3 separate regions of the Mus musculus genome follow, and regions 2 and 3 are each linked to region 1. The links are chromatin contacts, called in public ChIA-PET and HiChIP or PLAC-seq maps. All regions are on one chromosome and are shown on one strand. Each heading gives the region's core, a stretch centred on a gene start, on an enhancer-like site or on the middle of the called end of the contact. The rest is flanking DNA. Distances are from core to core; before and after follow the strand shown. Region 1 holds the start of Ankrd40 (ankyrin repeat domain 40). Region 2 overlaps Spag9 (sperm associated antigen 9). Region 3 overlaps Spag9 (sperm associated antigen 9).

The links. ChIA-PET counts read pairs in DNA pulled down with a chosen protein or histone mark. HiChIP or PLAC-seq counts read pairs in DNA pulled down with a chosen protein or histone mark.
Region 2: an H3K4me3 HiChIP or PLAC-seq map of embryonic stem cells shows a contact between it and region 1, with 2.2 times the contacts expected there. The contact joins the enhancer-like site here to the promoter of Ankrd40 in region 1. A contact is called at or near these places in 5 of 39 promoter capture datasets (cranial neural crest, frontonasal cranial neural crest, hippocampal neurons and 2 more), 5 of 115 datasets of contacts at active chromatin or transcription factors (embryonic basal ganglia, embryonic forebrain, embryonic stem cells and 1 more) and 2 of 9 other capture datasets (adipose tissue and liver).
Region 3: a contact with region 1 is called in an RNA polymerase II ChIA-PET map of memory CD8 T cells, with 52 read pairs. The contact joins the enhancer-like site here to the promoter of Ankrd40 in region 1. A contact is called at or near these places in 4 of 39 promoter capture datasets (cranial neural crest, frontonasal cranial neural crest, maxillary cranial neural crest and 1 more), 4 of 115 datasets of contacts at active chromatin or transcription factors (embryonic basal ganglia, embryonic forebrain, memory CD8 T cells and 1 more) and 3 of 9 other capture datasets (adipose tissue, liver and pancreatic islet).

Annotation. Positions count from the first base shown.
Region 1 is chr11:94,326,037-94,330,024 of GRCm38.p6, forward strand. Ankrd40 (ankyrin repeat domain 40) reads left to right here and starts at 1,965. Exons shown (of 5, transcript NM_027799.2): 1 at 1,965-2,351. The coding sequence starts at 2,218.
Region 2 is chr11:94,045,413-94,049,400 of GRCm38.p6, forward strand. It overlaps Spag9 (sperm associated antigen 9), which reads left to right. Exons shown (of 29, transcript NM_027569.3): 5 at 2,996-3,146. Among named protein-coding and RNA genes, the nearest start is that of Gm38951, 27 kb to the right of the region's middle. Within about 2 kb of position 2,144, at least 16 of the 459 cell types and tissues checked have an H3K27ac peak or open chromatin away from gene starts, as enhancers often do. A contact at or near this core is called in embryonic stem cells, where this site is marked.
Region 3 is chr11:94,068,366-94,072,353 of GRCm38.p6, forward strand. Spag9 (sperm associated antigen 9) reads left to right here. Exons shown (of 29, transcript NM_027569.3): 7 at 571-670; 8 at 3,200-3,321. Gm38951 (a long non-coding RNA gene) reads right to left here. Exons shown (of 2, transcript XR_880137.3): 2 at 1,314-2,583. Among named protein-coding and RNA genes, the nearest start is that of Gm38951, 4.1 kb to the right of the region's middle. Within about 2 kb of position 2,251, at least 29 of the 459 cell types and tissues checked have an H3K27ac peak or open chromatin away from gene starts, as enhancers often do. A contact at or near this core is called in memory CD8 T cells, where this site is marked.

The DNA.
Region 1 (3,988 bases), core at 715-3,214:
GTGTACTCTTCTGGCTCACAGTCAGTCGCCTTTCTTTTTCTGTTTCTTTCCCTTTTCAGTTTTTGTTGTTTGTTTTTGTTTTTGTTTTTTTTCGAGACAGGGTTTCTCTGTATAGCCCTGGCTGCCCTGGAACTCGCTCTGTAGACCAGGCTGGCCTCAAACTCAGAAATCTGCCTGCCTCTGCCTCCCAAGTGCTGGGATTAAAGTGGCTGCCTGGCTCCCTTTTCAGTTTTATTTGTTTTGTTTTGTTTCCATGTGCATGTGTTTTGCTGGCATGTATGCATGTGCACATGTGGATGCTTAAACCTGAAGAAGTCAGAAGAGGGCATCTGATCCCCTGGAACTGGAGTTACGGATGGATGGTTGAGAGCCACCATGTTGGTGCTGAGAATCAAATCCTGGGCCTCGTTTACAAAAGCAACAAATGCTCCTAACTGTTGGCTTATCTCTCTAGCCCGATATAATTCTTTTAAGGAAAGAAAATTTAACAAACAAAAAACCATGAATTTTGGAGCGCACCTAATTTAATGTCATTGCTGCTGTTTGACTTTGTTTGTTACCACTCTGAGGATGAAACCCTGTGCCTTGTTTGGGTAAGTACTCTTTCACTAAGCCAAATCACCAGCCTGCTACAATCTTTTTAAATTGCCTTTAAAAAAAAAAAGACTGCTATTTCTTGTCCCTCAGACTGTGTTAAAGACTGAGTTTCAATGCCATTCCCATCAGCCTCAGATGGAGCACTATGTTGGATCCGAGAATTAAATTTTAAACTGTGGAAACAAATCCAAGTGTAGGCTCAAGCCGCGTTCCAATTTGCCACCGGGGTCAATTTAAGTGTTTAGTCAGTTGATATTCATCACTCCTGGTGTGCAGTGTGTACTGTGTGAATTACTGTATCATAATAAACAGACGTTGCTTTTTCTTAAGCAGTAACAAGACAAATGCATGCTGTGTGCCCTGGGCAACCCCGAAGAATGGAAATAAAGACGCTATACCTAAAAGTACCCCTTCCTGTTTCATCTTGGCTTTGTTCAGGCCCTCCTCTCTGCCTCCCCAGGGTGTTTTCCTTAATCTTTTCACCCCATCTGCAAAGTTCTCACCAGTGCCACATCAGGGATCTCTCCAAGGCACCTGAGCTCAGCAAAACAATATTTTCTGCTTGTCCCATTGGGTAGTAGAACAGTGCCAACCAAGGCTCTGAGCCTCATTAACTAGATTAGGCATGGAGTACTGCACACGGCTGTTTATGAACACACCATAGCTCTACCCTCAGTGCCTGGAATCAGGACTAGGATGACAAAGAGCTCCCCCCGCCCGCCCGCCCCCGCCCCGCCCCGCCCTCCGTCTTTCCTTAGATGACTTTCAGAATAATTAATTATAATTTATAAGCTATAACGAGTTGCATTTTATAAACTAGAATCAATGTTAATCTTCATGAAAGCCAAGTTGGAAGAATTTCTGTCTAAAACCGATAAAGGGTAAAATAAAAACAGTAACAGCTGAAATAAATATTCTAGCTGAATGGTCCCAAGCACTGACAAAAATAAGAAAGAACAGTGTCATCTATCTCTGCAAATAATGGGCATATTATAGTAGGATCCTTTTCAGCCCATTTCCCGTCCTGCTGGGTAAAAATTGGCTCAGATGGAAAAAAAAAAAAAAAAAAAAGAGCTAACTAATCTTGGGGGAGTGGGGGTGGAAACCCACCAATTATTTTTAATGCCTGCTAAACAGCCTGCTCCTGAGGATAAGGCTTTTCTGGCTCTCAAACGACAATGTCGGATCCCTCCGCCTCGCAACTATTCCTGTGTCTGTCCTCCTCGCTGGAAGCTGCCGGGTGGGAGCTCTAAAAATAGCCCATGAATCACAGCAGATAATCCAGTGCGGTGGTTACATAAACAGCCGGCCGGGGCGGCGGGGCCGCGGGTGGGAACGAAAAGTATCTAGGTCAATGTTGTCACACCGAATAGGGTCCCCCGGAGCCGGCCTTCGGAGGCGCGGTGGGGGAGGAGGCCTGGGCCTGCGGGGCCGCGAGCAGCCAGGGAGCTGTCGGTGGGCGGGCGGGCGCACGAGGCCCTGGGCCGGGCGCGGGCGGAGGCGCGAGCGGGGCGGGCGAGCCCGGCGCTCCCTCCCCATGGCCGGGAGCCGGCCGCGGAGGCGGCGGCGGCGCTGACAGGCTCGGGGCGGGGCGGCCCGGGGCCCGGGGCCCTGGGGAAGATGAGCGCCCTCCTAGAGCAGAAGGAGCAGCAGGAGAGGCTGCGGGAGGCGGCGGCCTTGGGGGACATTCGGGAGGTGCAGAAACTGGTGGAGAGCGGGGTGGATGTGAACTCGCAAAATGAGGTCAACGGCTGGTAAGTGGCGAGCGGGGGAGGCCCAGGGTTCAGGGCTGCGAGCTCGGGGCGTGGAGCAGTCAGCCGTGACCCAGGACGCAGGCGAAGGTGACGCCTGGTGCCCCAGGCCTCTCAGGTCGTGGCCCTTTCGAGACTGGCCCCGATCTCCCATTGCCTGGTGCAGTCAGGAGCGCATCCTCCCCAAACCATACCTTCTTCTGTGGTTGACCGCGGCCAGCGCCCTCCGGGACACTGGAGCCCACCCACGCCACCCCCCCCCCGCGCGCCCCCTGGCTCTAACTTGGCCCAAATGGTGATGCATAGAGGCTTTGATTCTCGGCGACTCTGCTCTGGATTTCATCAAGCTTGAATTAGTTTGCCATGGGCGCTTCTGAAGAACACTTCGTGCAGAGATGAAAGCATAAGCAACGAAGCAAATGCCAATCTTAAAAAACCAGCACGGTTTCTTTAGCCAAGACCAGGAGAAAAGGAACAACTACAAAACCCTCGCCACTTGCATAATAATTCTGCCTCAGTTGTTTTAATGCCACAGTGATTGGCTGTTGCCTACAGCTGCCTGTTGAGGGGAGACTCATTTGTCTGCCCTGTAGAGTGTTTTGTTTGCTTAGTACAATTTCCAATTAGAGAAATTTACCCAAGGCTTTACAAGTCGGCTAGCAGATCTGCCTCCTTCCCAATACAGAGTCTGTCTCATTTTAAGATATGAACAAATCTTTAGTTTCTTTCTTTTTTTTTTTTTTTTGGTTTTCGAGACAGGGTTTCTCTGTATAGCCCTGGCTGTCCTGGAACTCACTTTGTAGACCAGGCTGGCCTCGAACTTAGAAATTCGCCTGCCTCTGCCTCCCAAGTGCTGGGATTAAAGGCGTGAGCCACCACGCCCGGCTAAATCTTTAGTTTCGAGTTACTGAATGTGGTATTTCTTTCTACCCTTTTTTGACATTTTACAATTAATTTTTTTTAATTCAGGTAATGCTTATCTAGCCTCTTTTGCCAGTTTAAAGTTAAATTTGAATTTTAAACCCCCCAGTAAATCGAGCCATACATTTTGGAATGGAAAGGGCACTGGAGATCATTTGAATTCCAGAGAGTGTCTTGCCCTGATTGCACAATTGTCAATATGATAACAGAGTCAGAAATGAGATTTCCTAATTTCCTAAGAAAGCTGTCTGACTCCTTTCCCTAAAGAAACTAGCCTGGATAGCTGTCCACAGCCTGGAGACAGTGGACACTAATTTCTAGTCTTTTTTTTTTTTTTTTTGAAGCATTTGTAGTCAAAACACTTGTAGCTGTGTTTGCCTTGCCATGGCGTCCAAGAGCTGTGAATTCCTGTTTTGGCACTGGGAGGCGGTGTTTTACAGAACAATGAGCCTGGTCTTGCTGCAGGTTCTGCCTGCCTAGCTGTGTGGTCTTGCCTGAGTTACTTTGTTTTCCAGGTCTTTCAGAAGTGTTGTTAGTATTTATTGAGATGAAAAATAGCTACCAAGTATTGAACTTGCTCTATGGCACAGATGTGGTTCTAAACACTTAACCTATCTCAGGGTAATCAGGAGATATTGTTATTTTTCTCCATCTTAAAGATGAAGAAACTGAGACCCCAGGAAAATTAAGTAAACCATTCAGTTTTTAAAAATGCTCCT
Region 2 (3,988 bases), core at 894-3,393, 280 kb before region 1:
TAAGTGATGATAAAATATGTTTTAATGGTAATTCTGATTTAGGCAAGAAGAATGGAAGTAGCTCCTTTCTTTCATGTGATTCTTTTTATTCATAGGCCAGCTCATGTTTAATTTTTAACACTCAGAAATTAGTTTTCTCGTATAGTCTAAAACTAGGTACTTGATCATTTATTTTCTTTCCTAATTATATTTGTTTTTTCAAACAAGTCATGTAGCCTAAGCTAACCTTGAACCCCACAGGAAGTCTCCTTCTCAGTGCTGGAATTACATACAGTTCTCTGCTGGGTTCTTTCCTGATGTATAAAATTGAGAAACAGTCTGACTATTTTGTATATGTTAGTACCTGAAAGAGTTGTATACAAATCTATGTATATTTAGGATATAAGGAAACTAAAACTTGTAGGCTTAAAAATATGTATAATATTAATATGACTAATATTAAGGGCTGGCTTAGGCTATGCTGGAGAAGTATTGCCATACAGTAACTAAGACTTTGGAGTTACCTTGTCCCATATATGCAGCCTTTGGTGATTTGTTTAATCTCTTAGGTTCCTTCTCTTAAGGTATTTTACCTCAGTGACTGATTTTAAAAAATCAAGCGAGCTATTTTTTGCACTTCATTACAGTTGCAAAATATATGATCCATTATATAAGTAAGTCATTTGTGTACCTCACATTTTTAGTAGAAGTGACTTTTAATCTTAGTCCTGCTGGTTACTAATATATAAAGCCTTAGAACATCATCTTCCCTATTGTAAAATCTGGAAAAGCAGTCCTGTTTCCTGGTTGGTTAGACCAGATAAAGCACATCAGTTTATCTGGCTCAGTTCTTTCAGGTATAGCCAAAAGGCTATCTGAAATACATATTTTCAAAAATCATTAGTACACATAAGCTGGTATTTAAATAACCAACTAAAAATCAATATATACAACTGAAGCTACTAGCTAGAGACTATAACAAGATTCAGACACTTGTCAGCCTTGCTTCTGTTAGGGAGTCAGTGGCTGGACAGCGAGAGCAGGTGCTTCAGTGTAGGGACTGAAATCTGCCACTTGGTATTTTTCTACAGGTTCTCCTTTTTTTTTTTTTTTTTTTTGGTTAACTTTTCTGTGATTTTTATTGAAGCATATAATACAAACAGCATCAAACATGCATGACAACAAAGCTCAAGACTAGTGTTTGCCTTTCACGAACTTTGTTTTGAGAGTAGAATATTGTCAGACTTATGTAACTGCATCTCTTGCCCCCATCAGCTATCTAATTGGTCAGTCCGCAGAGGAAGAAGCACATGGTGATGCTAATTTTCTAGATCTGGAGCAGAGAAACTCCAAGCATATTTGACCCCCTCCTAGAGATCTGTTTTTCTCAAAAAAGTGATAAAAGCAAAATAGAGAGTTGGGCGTATAGATGGAATAGGAAAGGAAGCTTGGGTTTAAAGAAGACTGCGCACTCCATATGTGTGGAAAGGAGTTTATGTGGGAAGATGGTGCCAGTGATGGGCTTGTATCTCAGGAAATCTGCGCTATCTTCCTAGCTTTATATTAGATAGACTCTGATTAAATTCCTACTTGCTTCTCCCTTAAGGCATGAAGGCTTGTTAGATAAAAGTCAGATAGTAGTTTGGGAATTTCTGTTCCCAAAGTAAGTTTTTCAAAATTGGGAATAGACAGCAGGCTAGCAACTTTTCATTCTGTTAACTAAAGGAAACCAAAACACTTGGCTATCATTTAATGAGAAAAAAAGAGGATTGCAGTTTAAGAACAAAGAAGCAGAAATGATGTAGTTTAAAGTAAAAGCTAATAAGTCTCAAGAAGAAACAAGTTCTATTGCCTGGAAATAGAAACGTGTAATGTGCAGTATACTCTCTATTAGGAAAAATAAAACTCTTTGTCACTGACTTGTGAAATAGCTGACTAGTGTTTACTTGTTTCAGATTTAGATTTATTTACTACTTATTGGAGTATGAATGTGGAGGTCAGAAGACAGCCTGTAGGAGCTGGTTCTCTCCTTCTGCCATGAGGGTCCTAGAGACTGAACGCAGGTGTCAGGCTTGGTGCCAATTGCCTTTATCCACTGAGTCATCCCTCCACCTTCTTTGTAATGTTTTGGAGACAGGCTCTAATGTAAACAGGCTGGGCTCTATTGTGCTTTGTGTACAAGGATGACCTTGAACTCCTCCTCCTGTCTATCTCCTACGTGCTAGGACTCCATCACTCCCAGTAAAGAAAGACTTGGAAAAGAGCTGCTCTTTTTTCCTAACAGAAGTTTTCTCATCTGCACTCTGCCTAAAAGAACTACTGTAATATGATTTGTAGAAAACCAGAACTTAAATAAAAATGTTTTGGATTTTTACTGTTGAATAGTATCCCTGTTTCAAAGAGTATATTCATTTTCCTCTAGGCAGAAAAGGCCTACTGTAAAAACACTGTAGCTTGAGGAAGTGGAAAACTAGGAACAGGGACTGGGGAGGCCTTTGCCTGTTCCTTATGACCACTAACCTCCATGGCTAACACTCAGCAGCTCTTCTCCATGTTTACCACACCAGACCACCATCAAGTTCTTGGCAGAGGCAGCTGTGGTAATGCATGCCTGTACTCTCAACATACAGCGGGCTAAGGCAGAGGATCTCCAGTTCAGGGTCAGGCTAGGCTAAGTTCTGAGACCTCACCTATGAACAGCTCCAAACTTGGCAGGTGAAAACAGTGTCTAAACAGTTTTTCCACACTTTTCTTAACTTGTGGAGCCAATGTAAAGCTTTGAGGCTGTTTTTTCTCTTTGGTATATACTTATTTAGGTGTGCGTATAGGATTATGTAGGAGAGCTGATTGCAGATTGAGAATAAGCTTTCTACAGCCAGGGGAGACCCTGACCTTGTTATCCCCTTGCCTCATCTTCCAAAGAGCTGGGATTTTTCTATCCACAGCCCAGGCTTAAAATCACGACAAATAAAAAACTAATGAGAATGTTTCATTTTTTTCTCCCCTCTTCAAATAGAAAAGAACGTCCTATATCATTAGGGATTTTCCCTCTACCTGCTGGAGATGGATTGCTTACACCTGACACTCAGAAAGGAGGCGAGACCCCAGGATCAGAGCAATGGAAATTTCAAGAATTAAGTCAACCACGTTCTCATACCAGCCTGAAGGTAAGCTTTATTTTAACAGTACATTTTATAAGCATTCTTATTCAAATAGAAGTCCCAGAAAACCAAAGGATAATCTAATAGTTTAGGGCTGCCCAGATAGTTTACTGGGTGAAAGTGCTTATCACCAACTCTGACAGTCCCCATCCTCAGGACCTACATGATAGAAGAGAGAACCAACTCCCGATTATCCTCTGACCTCTACAGAACCACAGTGACTGTAGTTCACACCTTGTTCAACCGCACACAAATAAGTAAATAAATCTAAATTTAAAAAATAGTTTATATATTTTTTAGTTTGAAAGTATCTTAAAAACAAATCGAGATGGGCTTTTCCCAGGGTATGTTCTTGCTAGTTAATTTGAAATTACATAGGAAAACAAAGCCAAATAGTGTTACATCTTTACTTTAGTTAGAGTTATCGGTGCTGCGGTGAAGCACCAGCTGGGAAGGAAAGGTTTATTTGCCTTATGCATCACTGTTCATAATCGAAGGAAGTCAGCGCAGGAACCTGGAGGTAGGAGCTGATGCAGAGGCCATGGTGGGGTGCTGCTTACAGGCTTGCTTCATATGGCTTGTTCAACCTGCTTTCTTATAGAACCCAGGACCACCAGCCCAGGGGTAGCACCACCCTCAAGGGCCTGGGCCCTCCCCCATCCATCACTAATTAAGAAAATGCCCTACAGGATTGCCTACAGCCCAATCTTAATGGAAGCATTTTCTCAATTTAGTCTACCTCCTTTCTGATGACTCTAACTTTGTCAAGTTGATATAAAACTAGCCAATATAATCTTGCTTAGTAGTCTAATGACAAGGATTTCTTTTATATTTAGTGTACCTGATAT
Region 3 (3,988 bases), core at 1,001-3,500, 260 kb before region 1:
CCCTTATGTAGGTTTGTTTGCTTATGATAGGGTCTCACTATGTTGTAGCTTTGAGCTAAGTGGTCCTCATGCCTTAGCTGAATATCTGGGGCTATACGCATATACAACCATGCCAGTACCACACACTTTTTTTTTTTTTTTTTGAGATAGTATCAAATATCCTAGGCTGGCTTCAAGCTCACTGTGTGGCCACATGTGACCTTCAGCTCCTGAACCCTCTTGCCTCTACTTCCCAACTTTCCATGTGCTGAGATTACAGGCAGTAATCTATCCTGGACAGTTAGCATCCCCCTTAGATAGGAATAAAATCCGTCCCTGTGATATGTTGTACTATGTGTCCCACATTTAAATACACATGAAAACACGTACTTACTAGTAAGGTTACTCACAAGTTCTGGAGATTGGCTGTTAAACTCAGTGTGTGACATTGTCTAACCTCATATTTCCTAGAACACAGCCACGAGAGTTTCTAAAAATGTTCACTCAGTAGCTGTTTTAAAACCTAATTAGGCAAGAGTTTTCATAGATACATATAATGTATGCATTTATTTCACCATATTCTACCCTTAGAATCTGGTGAAAATGAAGAGAAATCAGAAGTTCAAGCAATCATTGAATCCACTCCTGAATTGGATATGGACAAAGACCTCAGTGGATATAAAGGTTCAAGGTACTAAGAATATCACATTCCGTAATTATCTTCCTTTTTCTCATTCTCATTAACTTTTATCCTGTTTATAAATAAGTAAGATCAGTTCATGTTGTGCTACAGAAATACTGTTAATGTAATTCAGATTTTTTACCTTAGAATCTGCTCATTACTTGTATTTTAAATTTTGGAGGACATTCTTCTGGCAGGATTAGGGATTGGGACATAAGGGCAGATGGGGTTTTTGTCTATGTTGCTGTAACAGTAACTAATATTGCATTGTTTATAAAGAAGAGAGATTTGTTTTCTCAGAATTCTCAAGCTAGGCCATTCAAGATGAAGACCCCGGCTAGTTCAGTTGTCCAGTGTAGGCTATTCTTTGTTTCAAAGATAATGCCTTCTTGCCGCGTCCTTTACGGAAGAGGATGCAGTATCCTCTCATGGGAGAAGGCAGAAGAACAAACTAGCTTAGTGCTGTATGACAAGTGTCTCTTCCAAGGACCTTACCTTAGTCTCACAAGGAAGGAGCCCTTAATGCAGAGCCCAGCACTTGATGGTTGTCACCTGGCTCTGGAGCAGACTCAGTCACTGAGAGTAGCTGGAGGAGGAGACAGCCAGGGCTGCTTCTCCCGCCTGAGGAGACCAGGAAGTGGAGTGGAGGAAGTAAAAATTTGAACAAACTTTATTTTTTTCACAAAAGAGGGAGAAGAGAACATGTTCTGTCTAGAATGATCTCATTAGTAGGGAATTTAGTCTCATCTTACATGGAAAGCTTGATTAATGAGAGCAGAAGAGTGGCTTGGTATTGTTTTAATCAAGGTTATCCAAAAACATATTGATTAGAATTGAGCTTTGTGTTTCCTCAACAGATTTACCTTTAAATAACGGTTATGAGCACGTATCATTTATTAAGCCCTACTGAGTAGTCAGTAATGGAGTAATGGTAAAATACTTGGGTATTTTACCCAGGATAAGCATAGCCTCTAACAGAGTAAGACTTATATGGGTTCAAATCTTGCTTCTCTGGTCTTTTCTGTTACAACAGGGCTGGGGATTATACCTGGCAACATCCATCTTTTCATTCTCTAATTTCATTATATCTTAATTTTAGTTCAATTAGAATATATTACTGCATTAGTATGTCTATACAAATTCTCAAACTTAGCCGTAAATTTTCTTTTGATGCTTTGTGTTTTCCTGGAATTGGTGAATCTTAAGTCATGAAACATGTTTCCTTTTTTCAGTGTTCCATGCACTTAGCACTAACATTAACAGACCTGAGTTTCCTAAGTGTATGATTTTTAGGATGACCAGACCCCAAATCTAGCTATTTTCAGGACTCTGCCTTGGCCTTCTAGTTCCTTCCTCATGTAGAGTGGTGTTTACCTTGCTCTGCTGTTTCAGGTCTTCTCTACAGAGAAACAGGACACCGAGGCTCTTTATTATATGCTATGACATGGCTCTGTGGGAGTTTCCTAAAGGCAGAGTCCCAAGTACAATGGCTTTGAGTCTTTTAATCAGTTTTGGAAGAGGAACAAAGAGATCCAGAGAGCCCCCAAAACCTTCTTTGTAGTCCTGAAGTGAGATCACAGTTTAAATAGAGGAACAAGTGTGGTTTGGCCCACTGTCGACCCATCATTATCTGGGTGTCAGTCTCATCCTGTAAGGTGCTTAGAATTGTGCGAAGTCTCTTTCAGGAAAGCAAGTTGCCCTTCTGCTGTTATCTCTTCCTTTTCTCAGAATGAGATTCCTGTGAAAATTCCCATTTCTCTGGGGTCTGTTGTTTCAATAGTCTGATACATACAGTGTCTCTGTAGAGTGTCTTAATCTTTGTCAAGTTCACAAGCCTGTCCCTGGAGGATCAGAAGTCCAAGGTCATCCTCAACTATGTAGCAAATTTGGGAACAACCTGAGTGACATGAAACCCTGAAGCCCTGTAAAATAAAATAAGACAAGAAAAGGTCATGTATCCTGAAACAAGATTGCTTTAGTTTGAATTCTTTTTCACCTAATTGCTGAATGATTTTTGTCAAGATCCTTAAGCTGTTTGGTTTCCTTATTTGTAAAATTGGGGTAACACAGAGTCTGTTTTGCGGTCTGTAGCTGTGTACTGCACAGACCAGAGTAGCTGCCGTTATTCTGTGGGTTTGCTGGGACTTCACAGAAGAGGCGCTGTGTACTCTCTGTGGGAAATTCTTGGAAATTCACCAAGAAATCTTTTCATATTGATATTTTATAGTCAATATAAATTTAAGTAAGAAATTCCAATGCTGCTTAATCATTATATTAAAAATACACTGTCAAGGTCTAGCTGAGGAGTCCGTGAAGAGCTACTTGGGGTGACCATGTGGGACAGAAGGTATCATGGCCATTTGTTTGGGGATGGAAGGAAGAAGCAACCAAACGTGAACTTGATTCTGTGTTTTTAACCAGGAAATACCCTGGTTAGATTTGTTTTTAAATAAACATACATTTTTGTTAAAAAAAAAAATACACTGTCAGAAAGTCTTGGTAATTTGTCGTTTTGGCTTTATTGTTTTTGTTGCCTAGCACTCCCACCAAAGGCATAGAGAACAAAGCTTTTGATCGCAATACAGAATCTCTCTTTGAAGAGCTGTCCTCAGCTGGCTCGGGCCTTATTGGAGATGTGGATGAAGGAGCGGATTTACTAGGTATGACAGCTCCCCTAGAGAAGTGCCATACACACTGTTTAAAACTAGATGCCATTAATGACCTGACTGAACAATCATTTAAAATGTCCCTGACTGCCTGACGGTACAAGGTTATTATGCTTCAGGGATTGCTTAGAACATTATTTGACATCATAAGAGTTTTAATGAAAAACGTCTTTCTATATGGAAATGACAAAAAATGAATTCACATTTAAATTTATACTTTAATTCACAGTTTATTGATTTGCTATATTTCTAAAAATAGATATTGAACATAAATAAATAAAGAACTCGGTGCAGGGTGTGTGTGTTTGTGTGTATGATTGGTAGTCAGATAGTAACTGGCTTATATAAATCTTACAGAGTTCTGTTGACCTTAATTAATTAGGCAATTTTAACACTTGAAATTTATAATTTACCTCTGTGGGAAATAGTCATTTTAAAGTTTGTGTTGAATTAGGGTTATATTCTAATTTCTAGCCACTGCTGCTGTGTTGTTCCCCTGTCCAATAAACAAAAACACACAAAAAAGGTTGTGTCATTGAGCACATACCTGGCCCGGGGTGGGGGTGGGGTGGGGAGCTGGAGTACTGTGTGCAACTCTTTCTGAGTGATCAGCCCTTTTGTGTGGTTTTATTGCAGAAGGAGTTGGCCTCTGGCCTGGGGT